Regions from separate parts of the Sus scrofa genome. Here region 2 is linked to region 1. The links are chromatin contacts, called in public Hi-C maps. All regions are on one chromosome and are shown on one strand. Each heading gives the region's core, a stretch centred on a gene start, on an enhancer-like site or on the middle of the called end of the contact. The rest is flanking DNA. Distances are from core to core; before and after follow the strand shown.

Evidence for each region. A called contact is a pair of places that touch in the nucleus more often than the background predicts.
Region 2: a Hi-C map of omental adipose tissue shows a contact between it and region 1, with 1.8 times the contacts expected there. The contact joins the enhancer-like site here to the promoter of WFIKKN2 in region 1. A contact is called at or near these places in 1 of 5 promoter capture datasets (liver), 13 of 47 Hi-C or Micro-C datasets (brain, embryonic fibroblasts, epiblast stem cells and 7 more) and 2 of 2 datasets of contacts at active chromatin or transcription factors (alveolar macrophages and skeletal muscle).

The regions. Positions count from the first base shown.
Region 1 is chr12:27,089,639-27,094,635 of Sscrofa11.1, reverse strand. It overlaps WFIKKN2 (WAP, Kazal, immunoglobulin, Kunitz and NTR domain-containing protein 2), which reads right to left and starts at 1,395. Exons shown (of 2, transcript XM_013981059.2): 1 at 1,302-1,395.
Region 2 is chr12:27,202,936-27,208,096 of Sscrofa11.1, reverse strand. No RefSeq gene overlaps it. Among named protein-coding and RNA genes, the nearest start is that of TOB1, 86 kb to the right of the region's middle. Within about 2 kb of position 2,041, at least 51 of the 83 cell types and tissues checked have an H3K27ac peak or open chromatin away from gene starts, as enhancers often do. A contact at or near this core is called in alveolar macrophages, embryonic fibroblasts, epiblast stem cells and 6 more, where this site is marked.

The DNA.
Region 1 (4,997 bases), core at 146-2,645:
AGGAATCCGAGGATTCTCAGTCACTGAAAAACTCAGACACCACTCCCACCTCATCTTCCGGGCCCCTTCGAAGTTTGACGGGCATCACACCCTATTTATCTCCATGGCCTGGGACCCCGGTTGCTGCACAGACCCGAGTCAACCCCAGCACCCAGCGTTCACTCTCACTCACAAACAAGCCCACTCGGCCCATCTCAGGCTTCCAGATTCGCACTCACCTGGTCTGTCTCACACTCCCGCTTGCAGGTGCTCTGGGCGTCCACCCAGAGGTTGGGGTTCATGTCGTTGGGGCAGATGCCAGCATGAGAATACCGGATGGGTGGCAGTGCCAGGCCTCTCGGGGGTACCCCAAGCAGCAGCAGCAGCAGTGCTGCCACCTGCCCCCAGCAGTGCTGCCACCTGCCCCCAGCGGGGGACTGGCGGCGCCCCGGGGCCCACATGGTGCGGTCTGAGGCAGCCAGAGACCTCCCCTGAGACGAGGCCAGGGCGGGGGGGGCCCCCAGGGCCTTCTGCTCCTCGGGGGCTGCAGACACCTGCCCTGCCCACCCCAGCAGGCCTCCTCGCTGCTGCTGGGGCTGCGGCTGCCTCCACCCAGCCAGCGGAGCCCTCCAGGCTGTGCGGCCTCAGATAAAGGGAGCTCCCTCTCCGGGGGGTGCAGGAAGAGGAGCCGCACAGGGGCCCGAGCCTGGATTTATGTCCTGGGCGCGCCACCCGAGTGGGAGCGAGCTAACCTGACGCCTGTCACAGGCAGGCTGCTGGCTTCTCTGTCCTGTGGCTAATCACAGACTTGTTGCAGAAGAGGAAAAAAAAAGCTGGAAGCAGTTTAGGCGGCGTATCTGGCACGGTGGGACACCTGCTTGTTTTTGACTCCAGGAGGCCTTTAACCCCTTCGGGGGCCAGAAATGGCATGTGCTTTGGGGGGGAGCTGGCTCCGGGACACGCAAGCTCACTGTACGCAGAGGCTTGCTTCCCTTCCCCCCACCTCTCGCGGGCCCCCTCCTCCCCTTGGCCACCTCCGAAGAACACACACTCGCTTGTTACAAGGAGGGACCTGCCGCCGCAGGGTTAGCATCGCCGGCCTGATAGTACATCTGAGAGCAACTGACGTGGAAAAACAACAAGTTCACGGCCATTCCAGGGCGGGCCTGAGCAGCCTGTGCTGTGTAAGCCGACTCCCGCCCCGGCACCAGGTCCCTGGGTGGGGGGCGCGCGGACAGCTCCCTATCTCTCTGTCCCGGCCCGTTTGCGGCTCAAGTTCCAACTTCGATGAATTTTCCCCAAATCATTCCAGAGACACATACCAGATATGCTCCGGCTCCCCCGGCTCCGGGACGTATCACATTCCCGCTCCTCGACTGACACACTTGCAGCTCCAAGAGAATCTACGTGGTCACAGTGGCTCCGGACGGCACTGGGCAGCCGAGCCGCCTCGCTAGTGACCACGAAGGCTGCGCTCAGGGAGTGCCGGTCAGCTCTCAGGGCCCCCACTCTACGGAGAAGAAAGTCACCTCTTGGGAGCAGCGGGAGGACTATGCATTGCTGATATTTCCTGGGGTTGTAACATGTGCCAGGCTGTGTGCATCGTCTCAGTTCATCCTCACGACAAATGCTACCTTCATTTTAGATTTGAGGAAAAGACACACAGAGAGGCTAAGCCACTTGCCCCATGTCACACAGCTACACAACCCTACGATTAATGCAGGCACCCCAGCTAGCGGGGCCTTTGCAAAGCACCCCTCCCCAGCCAGCTATCAAAACTGCCATCAAGGCGCAGCCCCAGCTCTGGCCTTTACAGGCCGGATACAAAATTTGGGCAACATCAAGGGCTATATTTGTCAAGGAGCCAGGTGAAGAGCCAGAAGCTGCCGGGGGGGTGGGGGCGATTTCTCTCCCATGTGGCAGGAAATGGCTCATATCCAAAGTGCCAAGAAAAGTGAGTGGGATGTGGCTTTGTGTTGGTCACTCCATCCCCAGGGGTTGAGGGGTGGTGGGGAGACAGCTCCCTGGAAGAGAGAGGTACCTTTTCAAGGCCAGACGGCAAAGGGCTGGGGGAGCTGCTGTCGTCCAGGAACATAAAATCATTTCACAGACAGGGACACTGAGTGCTGAGCCCAGGCCCACTCTCCGCTTGGGGCTAGACTTCAGCCTCCGGTTGGCCTGTGAAAGGGCAGCGCCCCTCTCTCCAGCCTGCAGCCTTGGCCTCTTCCTCGCAGGCGGTGTGTTGCCTCCTTCCCGCCTGAGCCAATTCCTTCCTGTCGTGTGGGTCCTTCTGCAAGATCTGTCTTTTCTGCTTCTGTCAAAGAGCTAATGAAGGGTGTCAGATCCTAATCCCCTAAATTATTGGAATAAACTTCCCTCCGAGGCCGATCCCAGTAATGAAGCCAGACAGCGGGCGACGCCGGCTGCTTTGAATTCCCTGTAATTTCATAAACCCATGTTCCAGCTGCTCAGAGCCGGGCCTCTGCACAGTGCTAGATGAACGCGGGGTGTGCAGCCTCCTTTGATAGCATAAAGGGAAATGGACAGTGACACATTTCTGAGCAGCACTTAGAAAAATTGTCACAGCCCCATGGCTGGAGGACAAGTATCCGGGGAGAGGAGGTTGATTTCTGGGGAGTCGCTTGGGACCCCTGAGGGGGGAGCGGGGAGGGGCACAGAGCAGGGGGAGGGGTGGTGGGAAAAGCAGAGATGCTCGTCCATCCCGCCCCCTGCTCCTCCGCCCGCTCTGTCCTGTGGAGAGGGAGCCGTGGGCCTCTCCCTGGCCGGGCCCCACTCCTGGCCATTCTGCTGAGAACTCTCAAAACAGCACTGGGGAAGAAGGGGCCCTACAACGCTCTCCCTCTCAGCCCTTCCAAGTCTCCCACCAAAACACAGCTCAGAATAATAAATAACATCTGATCAGGGCTTGGCGCCCACACAGCGCTTTCACCCACTGCGTCATGCTGACCCTCACGCCAGCCCCAGAGGGAGCTCAGGGTGGACGGGAGGAAATCGAGTCACAGAACAGCTAAGTGGGCTGCTCGGGGTCCTGGGGCTCACGGATCTCCCCTCCCTGACCCCTGTCCTGGGCTCTTCACACACACACACACACCACCCCCCGGGCCAGCTTCCGGCCCCTCCAAAAGGCCCCCGCTGGCCGCCCCACCAGCCCAGCTTGTTTATAAGCTGTTGCGGGAGCGCTTTGAAGTCCCCTCCTCCTCAGCCCTCCCTCCCACGGTCCTGGGATCTGGCTCCGTCTGACTCTGTCCCCCTCGCACTCCTCCCTGGAGGGTGGCAGGGAACCCCACGCTCACCAACTCCCGGGGGCCAGAGGAGGGCTCAGCTGCCTCTCCCCACCAACCCGGGCCTCTGTAGAATGGAGATGGGCTGGATGGGTCTGAAAGAGGCCCGGGTCCTGACCTCATCTCAGAAGAGACCCACCGCTGTCGGAGGGCAGAGGGGCCATGGACCCGTCACACCCTCCAGGATGGGTTCAAGGCCTACTCTAGGTGCAGCCGGCCAGAAGTCACCCAGGACAGTGAACTCAGGGTGACCTTTGACCTCAGGTTCACTGTTAGCAGAACAACGCCTGAACGATTAGAGCCTTGACAGGATAACACAGCTGACACTGTTTCCTAAGTGGGCCGGGTCATCCCCCTCCAGAGACATCAGCCATAAATGTGGAGACACCTGGAGACCCATGGGGACATCACGCCAGCCTCTCAGATGCCACATCCCTCATGCAAGACCAAACCTCTTACCTCTTGCAGAGTCTCCTCCCTGTCTCCCTACTTGACTTTTTTTTTAATTTCTTTTTTTTTTTTTTTTTTTTTTGTCTTTTTTGCCTCTTCTAGAGCCACTCCCATGGCATATGGAGGTTCCCAGGCTAGGGGTCGAATCGGAGCCGTAGCCACTGGCCTACGCCAGAGCCACAGCAACGTGGGATCCGAGCCACATCTGCAACCTATACCACAGCTCACGGCCACGCTGGATCCTGAACCCACTGAGCAAGGGCAGGGATTGAACCTGCAACCTCATGGTTCTTAGTCGGATTCGTTAACCACTGAGCCACGACAGGAACTCCTACTTGATTTTTTTTAAATCACCTACTATGTGCTAAGTTGTGGGGACATAGAGATAGACAGCAGTCCTTGTCCACGGAAAGGGCACAATCTTAGCCAGAAAACAAATATGCAGAAAGCATAAGAATGATATCTGCTGTCTTGGGGGGCCTTAGGAGTGCTGGGAGGAGGGAGGAAAGAAAGGTCTGGGGGTTGTTGAGCACGTGACCTGGGCTGGGTCTTGAAGCCTGAATAGGATCCTGTTTCCTCCCCTGCCCCTTGGGAAGGCCTGGCCCACAGCACGGCCTCCTCTACCAAGGCCCTCCCTCCTGGGGCCCAGGCCTCTGGAAGGGGAGGTGAGAGGGAAGCCGGTGGGTTGAGGAGAGGGGATGGGGTGGAGAGGGGATAGGGGTGGGAGCTTCAGGTCCGGCTTCCACTTGGGGAGGCCCCAGCAAAGGGGCCCAAATTCTGGCCCATCCTGCTTGGGCTCCTGGACCCGAGGTGGCCACACTTACTCTCAGATGGATGGGGGAGGCCAATCCACTGGGATCCTCCCTGCCCCGATTCTTGTCATTTAAACATATTGGGGAGCAGGAAGAACTTGAGGTCCGGGAACTGGGGTGCTGGGGAGAAGGACGTTCTCAGCCACCGTGCCTGGGTGGGTTCTCAGAAGGCTGGGCTGCCTTGGCTAACGGCGGTGATTAGTCAGAGCCAAGCCAGGGAGTTCAATAAAGCCCGCGTCTCATTACCCAGCTGGGGACCCCCTGCCCGAGCAGCCCAGGGCCTGGGTTACATTACAGGGCTGTGTTGAACTCTCCCCTCGGAGTGAGACTGCACCGGCGTTGGAATAATTATGGGGCCTCAGCAGATGGTGGAGGCGGACGGGGGAGGCCTTCAGCTGTGGGACACGTGACCCGGCAGCATCTGTGCAGAGCAGGACATGGGAGGGGTCCTTGC
Region 2 (5,161 bases), core at 792-3,291, 110 kb before region 1:
TTTTTTAATCTTTTTAGGGCCACACCCATGGCATATGGCGAGTCCCAGGCTAGGGGTCAAATCAGAGCAGCAGCCACTGGCCTGCACCAGAGTCACAGCAGCTCGGAATCTGAGCCGCATCTGCAACCTACACCACAGCTCACGGCAACGCCAGATCCTTAACCCACTGAGCAGCGAGGCCAGGGATCAAACCTGTGTCCTCATGGATGCGAGTCAGATTCGTTCCACTGAGCCAGAATGGGAACTACCCAAATCTGCATTAATTCCTGCAATGCTCCATGAATGGGAACCGTAATTATTATCCGCATTTTACAGCTGAGGAAGCTGAGCACTGAGAAGGCAAGTGCCTTGCCCAAGGTCACACACCAAGTAAGTGGAGGTCTGGTCACATCCGCACGTCTGACCCAGCAGCATTGTTGACACTGGCAGTAGCTCAAGGCGAGAGGCCGGCTGACTAGACTCACTGGGGCAGAGGCCATGAGGGGGCTTTAAGAGTGGCCGGCAGAGCAAGGAGGGGCAGGACCAGGCACCCAGCCCAGGGCAGGAAGAGATGGACGATGACTCCACTCCACGGTTGGGAGCCTGAAGGCTTGGAAGGGTGGCAGTGCTATTAATAGAAACGGGGAAGTCAGGAGGAGGAGCAGGGCTAACAGGAGTGCATTCTTGGACACGTTGAAGCCGATTTGCCAACAGTAGGACCTTTAGGCTGAGATCCAGCCACAGTTCAATTAGGAAAAATCAGCACATCCCAAAATACCTCCAAATGCCAACAGCCCTGTTATCCAAAATCAAATTCCCGGAGTTCCCGTCGTGGCGCAGTGGTTAACGAATCGACTAGGAACCATGAGGTTGCGGGTTCGGTCCTGCCTTGCTCAGTGGGTACGATCCGGCGTTGCGTGAGCTGTGGTGTAGGTTGCAGACGCGGCTCGATCCTGCGTTGCTGTGGCTTGGCGTGGGCTGGTGGCTACAGCTCCGATTGAACCCTAGCCTGGAACTCCATATGCCGGGAGGGCCAAAAATAGCAACAACAACAAAAGACAAAAAGACAAAAAAAAAAAAAAAAAAAAAAAAAAAAAAAAAAAAACAAAATCAAATTCCTAAATCTTGCACAGCTCACATTTCCCAGCCATTGCCCTGGGCTGAGGTTCAGTGTTGGGTCTGCAGTCGCCCAAGTTTAAGTCCCACACTGGCCACTGGGGGTCACCACTGGTGCACCCAACACAGCGCAGCTGCCCAGGGCGTGCCCACCATAGGGTGGACTTGGGGGGCACACAGAGAGTTTCAGGGAGCCAGCCCCCCCAGCCCCCACAGGGAGGATGGAGGCTTCTTCCTTCTGTTTAGGGGTGGGAGGAGAGAGGCTTATGAGACGCTGAGCTGCTGCTTCTCCCCGTCCCCCAGGCATCAGCCACGCCACGTCTCGGGAATTTCTCATTAACCTCCAATCAGATACCGTTGACCTTGGAACCAGGAAGGAGAGGCAGCGCAGCCCCCTTCCCCGAGTGCACACCGGGCTCTGGGGGCCTGGCCTGGGGGATGCCGTGTTCAAGGCTCTGGGGCGGCGGAGCCAGGGAGCAGGATCCCAGCTGTTCCAAACCTCCTGTCTCCCCTGACATTTGCGTCAGCAGCTCTGCCCTTTGACTTTTAATTCCCGGGAGTGGAGGGCGGAGGTAACCTTGGTGATCAGGCCTGATTATTTGCAGTTCGATTGAACCAGCAGTTTATTGGGGTTTGGCCTGGCTGCTTGCCCTCTTCCCAGCCTCCCGCCCCCGGCTTTATGGCCTTGGTCTCCTTGGGAAGCTGGGAAGAAAAGAGGGCAGGAGTGCTTCCGCCTGGGAGGCTCCTCCTGTCTCCTGAGCCTCCTGATCGAGGGGGCAGCCCGTGGGAGGCGACGCTTATAAAAGCACCTAGAGACCCCCAGACGGAGGCGGTGTCCCCAAGCTCACACCCAGACCAGGCCTGGCACCCCCTTGGGCCACCTCCAGCTTTGCTCAGGACTTGTTGGGACATGTCCCCGGGCCACAGCCAGGCCAGCAAGCGGTGCCTCCCGGCTGCCCAGGCTTAGGGGGTGCAGAGCTCAGAACAGGTGGGGGAAGGGTAGGCACCTGGAAGAGGGCGCGGCTCCCCAGGCCCTGAGTCCCCCATTGGTGTCCCGTGTCTCTCTATATTTGGCCTTGGCATTACCAACGTGCCCTCTTGAGGGGCAGGCAGCCAGCCTGACCCATGACGTCTCCTCCTAGGGCCTAGGCTATTTTAGAACCAGCCTTGTGGGGGCTGGGGAAGGCAGGAGGTTAGGTTTAAGGGAACATTTGCGCCTGGCTCTGGGTCACAGAAGAGGCTGAGGGCGTGTGGCATGGAGCGCTGGCCCTGAGGCCTTTCTCAGAATTCCCTGTACTCAAATGTTCCCTCTGCTCAGGTTTCCTGGGGATGCCTGGGGTCTGGGACTGTGGGGCTGAGTCTGGGCAGGAACCCCACCCAACCCCTTCTCTCCGTGGGTTTTTCCAGCTGTTCCGATATCCCCCCTCAATTAAAAAACAACTTCTGCGCCAGGTCCCCCCAGGAACTAGCATCTTTGGATTTCTCAGCTCACTAACGTTTCCAAAGAAACAATATAGGGCCTGACATGGTCACCGTTTCTTCATTTTGCCGAGTTAAGGACATTAGGAGGAAATGTCAAAGGAAAAGTCCTTTTATTTTATCTTATTTTATTTTATTTTCTCTTTTTAGGGCTGCACCCATGGCGTATGGAGGTTCCCAGGCTAGGGGTCGAATCAGAGCTACAGCTGCCAGCCTACACCACAGCCACAGCAACTGGGGATTCGAGCCTACACCACAGCTCACGGCAACGCCGGATCCTTAACCCACTGAGCAAGGCCAGGGATCAAACCCACAACCTCCTGGTTCCTAGTCAGATTCGTTTCCGCTAAGCCAACGGGAACTCAGAAAAGTCCTTTTAAACACACGGACAAGCACACACGGACAAGAATTCACAGCTCAGGTAAGAGCACATTCCTTCAGACTGAGTCCAGCTTCATGAAAACCTCACAATGTCCTTATGTTTCTCATTTTGCCACAAGCAGATGAGAACCTGGCAACAGCTGGCACTGGGTGCCCGGTCAATGGGTTATATTCCAGGAGTTGCTGCTTCCTTCTGCTCCTCTGCTGGCCCAGTGCCAAGGGCAGGAGGGACCCCTCCTGGCACCTGTCTCCAGCTCTCTGCGGCAGTTACTTTTGCGTCTTTATATCTTCCCACCACCCAGACCCCAATATTTGCAGGAGGGGAGTGTGGGGAGCAGCCTTCACACAGCCCCCGGATGAAGACAGCGGATCATCTGGTCTTGCTTTGGGAAATGATGCAGGCCTGCCTCTGGAGGAGCCGGAGGAGTGTCACGCTCCTCTGGGAGGAGCTGCTGCTGTGGAAGGAGCGGGTCAGGACAGGGGTCAGGAAGGCCAGGTGGCTGCCCCTTGGAGGCCATGAGATCTGAGACTAGTCCCAGAACCTCCCTCCTGTGCTTCAGTTTCTGGTTCCATAAAATGGGTATATTAACTCCTCATCACAGGCAGGCGAGAGGATTAAATGAGAGAACATTTGTGAAAGTACTTTGTGAACGAGAACGCTTAGACAGGGCTCATTATTATTACTGTAAAGAGAAACTAGTAAATGGCTGAACAAACAGCACCCCAAAAGCTGATCTCAGCTTCTGGATGCAAAGATGGTGCTCACATCCACCCCCAGGTCTGTGATCTTGGGGCCCCTCCAACCCCACAAAGGAACATCACAAGCCTGATCGCTGGTAGTCAGGGCGGTGTGGCCTGGACCAAGGCATTCTGCTCTGAATAGGGCCCAGCCTCTGGCTTGTGCTCAGAGAAAGGCTTCTGATTACTTCCGGTGGCCCCACTGCATAGGGAGGTCCCTGGCCCTCACATTGTAGTGGAGTATGTGGAGGGGCTCCCCAAGATGGAGGCCATCATGGGGGGATGAGGAGCATGGAGTCTGAGGATTCAGAGATGCCTACACATCAATGCTTTCACTGGAGCTGCCCCTCTGCCCCTCTATGTTGCCATGGGCTAGGGTGGAAATGCACCAACCCATGTTTCCAGGCTGTTCCACCACTCACTCCAGCTGTCTGGCTCCAGACACATCTGTTCCTTTGACTCTCTGAACCTCAGTTTCCTCATCCGCACAACCAGGATAAGAGTCCTTAGCTCCCGGGGTTGCTGTGAGCATATGGGGTGGCTCTTGAAAGCCCCTGGAGGGTTCTCGGTGCTGCACAGTGCCCCTCCCCACCTTCCTGGTAGGCCCGGGCTTAACCATGGCCCCCACAAAAGCAACCAAAGGTCCCCGAGAACTGTGAGCCTGGGGCTGGGCTGCTGCCTCTCCCACCCAGAGCGGATTCCCCAGGCCTTGCCACAACCAGGGGCCAACCGGGCCGGGTTCCTGGCTCCCCACCCCTCCCCCAGCAGCCAGTTGTCATGAAGTCATGGCCACGCTCCCCAGCCTGCACCCCCACCCCTGCCTCTGTGCTGACATCTCATTTGGCAAAGAGGTCGGAAAAGCCGCTGACTCTTCCAGACCCTGAGTTCATTGACTGGTCAGGGCCCATCGGCCACAGGCTGACCATGTGGGCAGAGGGGGTGTGCAGAGTGAGGGAGAGGCCCTTCCAGGCCTTCATCCCAGTCCCGGAGATGCTCCTTCAACCCACACCACCCTCCGTGTGCATACCTGGACCTGCACGCGTCTCACACACCCACTCTGCATGTGCACACACACTGCCCCCCCCCACTTAAGTAGACCTTCACACACACCGAGACACAACTCCCTCCTGCACACAGGTTCTATGCAGCCACCGGCCCACAAGGCACACTCCGACGCACGTGGCTGCAAGCATGTCCCGCACACTCACACAGGTAGCATGTATCCATGGCACTTCCGCACACAGGGAAGCGCCACTCGGCCACGGCCACTCGGCCACTTCTGACTCTGCCACTGTGCTCTGGGCTTCTTCAGCAAGTGGAAGAATTGCAAGCTGAGCCTGACTTGGCTTGGAGGATCTCTGAGTCCCTAAAATAGGACCCCAGGCGGCCAGACCCCTTCATTCTTTTTTTTTTTTTTTTTTTGCTTTTTAGGGCCACACCTTTGGCATATGGAGGTTCCCAGGCTAGG